Regions from separate parts of the Mus musculus genome. Here region 1 is linked to region 2. A link is a contact called in public ChIA-PET data. All regions are on one chromosome and are shown on one strand. The core of a region is the stretch at or near the end of the contact, and the rest is flanking DNA. Distances in the headings are between cores, read along the strand shown. Region 1 holds the start of Etnk1 (ethanolamine kinase 1). Region 2 overlaps St8sia1 (ST8 alpha-N-acetyl-neuraminide alpha-2,8-sialyltransferase 1).

Evidence for each region. ChIA-PET counts read pairs in DNA pulled down with a chosen protein or histone mark.
Region 1: a contact with region 2 is called in an RNA polymerase II ChIA-PET map of effector CD8 T cells, with 29 read pairs. The contact joins the promoter of Etnk1 here to the enhancer-like site in region 2. A contact is called at or near these places in 1 of 484 Hi-C or Micro-C datasets (CD4 T cells) and 4 of 115 datasets of contacts at active chromatin or transcription factors (double positive thymocytes, effector CD8 T cells, embryonic stem cells and 1 more).

The regions. Positions count from the first base shown.
Region 1 is chr6:143,165,904-143,168,719 of GRCm38.p6, reverse strand. Etnk1 (ethanolamine kinase 1) reads right to left here and starts at 1,490. Exons shown (of 8, transcript NM_029250.2): 1 at 1,084-1,490. The coding sequence starts at 1,239.
Region 2 is chr6:142,913,960-142,916,989 of GRCm38.p6, reverse strand. St8sia1 (ST8 alpha-N-acetyl-neuraminide alpha-2,8-sialyltransferase 1) reads left to right here. Exons shown (of 5, transcript NM_011374.2): 2 at 2,822-2,966. Among named protein-coding and RNA genes, the nearest start is that of St8sia1, 49 kb to the left of the region's middle. Within about 2 kb of position 1,354, at least 89 of the 459 cell types and tissues checked have an H3K27ac peak or open chromatin away from gene starts, as enhancers often do. A contact at or near this core is called in double positive thymocytes, effector CD8 T cells and thymic regulatory T cells, where this site is marked.

The DNA of each region.
Region 1 (2,816 bases), core at 241-2,740, 250 kb before region 2:
TTCCCAGCACTGCAAAAAATACACAAACAGATATGCTTCCATTTGAAAAGCACTTCCTTAAAGGAAATGCAATAATCTTCCAAGTTATACATAAAAATCATTTTGAATCAACTATTTCCTATATACTTGGCCAACAGGCACACCTTAAATGTCAAAGTCTTTTGTCTAACAAGTTTCTTCCCCAAAACATATGGGTCGGTCTCTTTCAGCTGCTCAGAACACTTCTAACAAGAATCGAAACTAAAACTCATAAAAGCCCCCAAGTGTCAGGAACTGCTCTGGGGCCTAGACACTACTCATGTTTTAATTATACTAAAAAAAAAATTTAGCAAAAAACTTAAATCAATAAATCCTGTATAAACCCCCAACAATGTATTGGAGTCATCAAAATGACAGACGTCTTGAATAATACAAATTACTGCTCAAATCTAAAACAATCCCAAACCGTTAAAATTTTACTAATTTGGCTTGTTTGCAAGGAAAAAGGAAATTCACCTTAGTAATCCTACAAGCTGTGCACTGAAAAAACTATAACCAATTACACCAGATAAATTGTGGGTATGGTGGATCATAACTTGCAAGTGCCTTTTTTTTTTCCTAATCCTAGCTTTTCGGGGGTAGGGGTATCCTTCTGAGAATTTTTGTCTTTAAAGCCACTGACTCACGAAAATATTCCCAGGCCACTGCTCACTCCAACCCTGAGCATTAATTCTTCTAAGACTTTACAAATTTAGAAACCTTCCAATTCAAGCCTTCCTATAACGCACGGCATAGCGTTCCCTAGCATCCTGGCGTGGGCAGCAGCAGGTCCCCGGTCATTCCGCTTTGGAAAGGAGTTGTTCTCCCGCGGCTCGGAGATGGGGATGTGGGAAGATCTCGGGCTGGATAAGGCAGGGATGGGAGGGAAGCGCAGGGGAGGGAGGGCAGCGGAGAGGACCGCGGGAGGCGGATGGGCTGCGGGGTCTGGGAGGAGAGGCATGACGAGGGCCGCGGCAGCCATCCCCGGGAGCCTCTTCAGGGGCCGGGCAGACGTCGCTGACGCGGCGGCTTCGGGAAGGAAACCCGGTGCCCGTCCGGCCTCACCTGCAGGGTCACCTCCCGGGGGTCCCAGTGCGGCCGCAGGTGCCGCAGCAGGCTCAGGGCGCCGTCGCGGCAGCGCTGCTCCTCCTGGTCCTGCACCGTCACGTCGAGCTTCGGCACCTCGGGCGAGCCGGGCGGGACGTGGATGTAATTGGCCATGGCCCAGGCGACGGCGGACACGACCACGACGACCACGGCGACGGCGACCACGAGCGCGGCGGGCGCCGGCAGGCTGCTGGACCCTTCCGTCCCGGGGCGCCCTCGGCGGAGGGCTGCGGCCGCTCGGACGCACGGGCGGGCGGCGGGGGCAACCGGGCGGCCGGACGGGGTGCGCAGTGCAGAGACGCGGAGGCACGGCCGCTCTCGGGAAGATGCCTCAGTGCGCTAGACCGCGGGCGGCCGCGAAGCATGCCGGGACTGGCCTGACGCTAGCGTCACGCCGGGGGCGGAGCCTCGGCTGCGTCAGGCGGCTGGCGGGGTGGCGAACCCCGCGGCACAATGGGCGGGCCTCGGGGCTCTTGGGGATCGGGGTCTCGGGGAGCGCGCACCGCCAGGCACTCCGCTACTGTGGGGTTGGCTGGGCTCCTGCACCCGAAGGAGTCCGAGCGCGGCCGAGCCCAGCCGGAGCGCTTACGAGCCTTGCCGAACACTGCCGAGCCCTGCCGGAGCACTGTCGAGCTTTGCCGAGCCCTACCGGGGCTCTAACGAGCCTTGCCCGAGCGCTACCGGAGCCCTACCGAATTCTGCCGAGCTCTGCCGGAGCGCTGTCGAGCTCTGCCGAGCCCTTTCGAACTCTACCGATGAGCTGTGGAGTGCTACCCAGCCCTGTCAGGAGTCAAGGAAGCGTCACCTTTCTAGATCACTAGGGTCGTGGGCTCTGCTTACTTAGGGCTGACGTTCTTACGGGACGCAGAAGGCACGTCCTGAAATAACCCTAAATTTAAGCTGTGAGCTTAGCCTGGCCTCAACCGGCCAAGCTGGATTAATTTGCTCGCCTTGTTCCTGAAGCTGTGTGCACAGAACTACATGCTTGCTTGGTTCAGCAACCCAGTTCCCTTTGACGGTACATAGAAATCACAGTATTTGGGGCAAACTTTACGTAAAGTGAGAGTAAACCGGTGACAGTGGTGTGATGACCTATACCTGTCCTAGTTCTCAGGTGCCTAAGGCAGGATTGCCACGAGTTCCAAACCAGCCGGGCTACATAGTGAGTTCCAGGTTTGCCCGGGATATACTTAGTCATCAGCCGACCGATAATAGACGACTGAAACACTCATTTTAAGGGTCAGATAGTTGACGTTGCTGAGAATTATTCAAAGCCGGTTATATAAGGTAGAGACTCGGAGGGAATTGGAAGGAAAGAAAATTAGATCTGTCATGCTAAATCATAGCGCGTCCTGGGACTCGCACGGCTACATGAAACCTCCTGTATCAGAAAGGCTCTGCTCTTTGCTTGTTAGAGAAATACTGGCAACCGGATCATCTACAAGTTTTTGGTCCGCCCTTGTGCTTTCCTTTTATGACGGAGACAATGGAGGTGACTTTCACCTTGACTTCTGGCCTCCCCGGGGCTGAGTACAAGTGAATAACTTGTGAATGATCAAATGTTGTATTACCCATTAGCACACATTTATGTTCTCATTGTTCTGAATGAGGCTACATACCTTTGTAAGTCACAAATAAGTCTGAGATAATGATAAACTTCCTACACTAAAAAGTGGGAAATCCACTCCTGC
Region 2 (3,030 bases), core at 105-2,604:
TACTAGACACATTCTTGGTGCTCCCTGTGTCTCTCTGACTCTGTCTCCCTGTTTCTCTGTCTCCCTGTTTCTCTGTCTCCCTGTTTCTCTGTCTGTCTGTCTGTCTCTCTGTGTAAGTTGCTTTTCCATTTTCTTGTTTGTTCCTTTTTTTTGTGCAGAGCCCTGAAGATTGCTGTGGTTTCGTTGGTTAATCTGTGGTTGTAGCTTAAGCTTGTTTGCCCTTTCCTTATGTTTTCTGAAGGCAGATCTTGCTTTCTTAATTTTTGAGTCTACTTTCACATCTGAAGAGCCTACCACAATGTTACCTAAGAATTAAAAACAAAACAAACCCTTCATTACACATCCTATGATGACATTCCAGCCGATGCACCTAATGGCTCCGCTTTGTTTTTATTCTTGTGTAGCCCAGGGTGGCTGTAAATTTCTTATTCTCCTGCCTCAGCCACCCAGTGCTGGAAGTACAGAGTGTCCCTGGTTCAACTGCTGCTTTCGAAGTTGTTGCCGTGGTCTCTGTAGGTGGCGAGCTGGGTTAGGCCCCTCCGGTCTGAGGCATGTGCGTGGGCATCTTCTCTTTGTGCGCCCTTAGCACCTCATAGGTCAGCAGGACAGGTGGGTGTGGAGGATTTGTGGAGAGAGAGAGAAAATGTTGGAGAGGCGCCTGCACTGAAGAGAGCAACAAGATTGCAAATTTGCAATGTTTCTGGAAACATTTGTCCTCGAGGAACACCTGCTATCCTGCTATTTTTTTTTTTCGTCTAATTCTGCTTTCTCCCCTTAAAGGAATAAGAAGTCATTCATTAGCCTATCAAACTCGTGTAACTATTGGCTTAGACACTGGTTTCATTGTCTGTGACTTCATAAAAATGTGCCTGGATTTTTTTTTCCCTGTGTGGTTGTTTTTGTTTTGGGTTTTGTTTTTGCTTTTTATAATTCAGAGAGGAAACACACATGAACGTGATTTGTAAGCTGTCAGGTGCCAGGCAGAAGGCAGTGCTGTCACTCGACATTGGCAAGGTTTCCTTTGTGATTCTTTATACTGAGTTAAAGTGGAGTCCAGGTGAGAGCTTCAGTCCGGATGCAAGGGTCTGGTGAAAGCCGGAAAGACTTGAGAGAGAGCCCCATCCAGCCATGGTGTTGGTTGTGTGAGCTGAGACAGACTGTGGGGAGAGAATCATAAGGCTGCCCAGCTCCATGGTATGGTGGGAACCGAGTGGAAGCCCTGTCCAGAAGGCGTGTGCTGTCTGGCAGGCACTGGGCCCATTTGTGCAAAAGATTCCTTAGGTAAAGAAAGGGGAAGTGGGTTGGTATGGCTCTGAGCAATTGGCAAACAGAGAGGAAACAGCCTAGACATGGTCGCAGAGGTCTGCATGTGTGTTCTTCCTGTGGCCCAGGCATGTCTTTAAACCACAGGTGGTGCATTTTTGTAGATGCAAATGGAATTTAATGACACTCACAATAATTTTCGTTGCTCAAAGAACAAAAGAAAATGAGATATCACCAGACCCGTGACAGGAAACCCAAACTCAGTGCATTCTCCCTAAAGTTTACATTCACGCGGGTGGGACGTCTCTCTGTATTAAGAGATTGTTTTTTATCATGTAGCTTACTAGAGTGCTCTTTTGACAAAATATAGGGATAACTTGTGAGCTGAGCATGGTTGTGAATAGTCCTTAGCATTCAGTAGTCAGGAGGGTGATGAACTTAAGACCAGCCTGGTATACACAAAGAGAGCCTGATGATAATGGCAATGATGTCGATGGTGGTGGGTGGGACAGGAAAGGGAAGAACAGTCTATGATCAATGGAATGCTGGTATAGTTGCAAAATATGGCATTAACATCTTTGATGTGGGGGATGGTAGGGGGTAAGACTTTTATCCCCTGCCCTCTTCCCATTGAAACTAGTGTGAAGGGGAGGCCAGCCAAGATAACCTAGCATGTCTAATGAGATGTTAGTTACTCTCCTCTGGCAACTCACGGTCACACCAGCAGTGTGCTTTAGTAGGTGCTTCCTGGTGCACTCGAGGTGTGCCATCGTGTCTGCAGTTTGTCTTCCCAAGTGCCAGCTCATTTCCTCATTAAAGCTCAGCGCCTGATGGGTTTACCCATAGAGCAGTAACAAGGCCAGTAGTTGAGGAACCAACAGGAGTCTACAGGGTAGAACATTCAGGGCAGGCAATCCTGAGCGAGGGCGCTATTTCGAACACGGAGGGTGAACAGCCAAGGCAGAGGTCAGAGTGTTCAACTGTCAGTTTCCACAGAGGCTTACGTTAAAGGAGTGCTGAAGACAGTTTGCCTCGCCATTGTCTTAGACCATAGTGTTCCTTTCACGCCTGCTTCTATTCAGAGGGGCTGCTGAGGTCCTCTCTGTAATCGAGCCCTTAGTTTCTGGCATATTAGTTTGGACCACGCCATTTCATTCGCCTGTAGCATTCGTCCACACTGTTTTTAACCACCCGATAGTTACAGCCTGACGGCAGGTGTGTTTCTGCTGCCACAAAAGCCTAGTTGCCCTTCAGAGCCAGCTCAAGTCTTTCCAGGACCCAGATGGCTGGACTAATCCATGCATCTCCAAGGGTCATGCATATGTTTTGCCTCTGAACATATTTCAGACACACCTGAGAGCTAGAATGTTTTCCTGAAATATTTTTAAGTGAAATATTACTCAGTGACTGGGAGTGGGAGTCACTCAGAGTGTGATCTGCTCTGTGGAGTCTGCAGAGTGAGCTGGCACTGGGGTGAGGCCGCACATTCCTGTGCGGATGACAAATGAGTGACCCGGCTGCTCACTTAACCTGCCGTTCTCGTCTTTTTCTCTCCTAGGAGACAAATGGAAGACTGCTGTGACCCTGCCCATCTCTTTGCTATGACTAAGATGAACTCCCCCATGGGGAAGAGCCTGTGGTACGATGGGGAGCTCTTATACTCGTTCACCATCGATAATTCCACGTACTCCCTCTTCCCCCAGGTGAGTGGAGTCTGTTGCATTGTGATATGATTCACTCTGTTTCTCACGACTGATAGGATGGGGG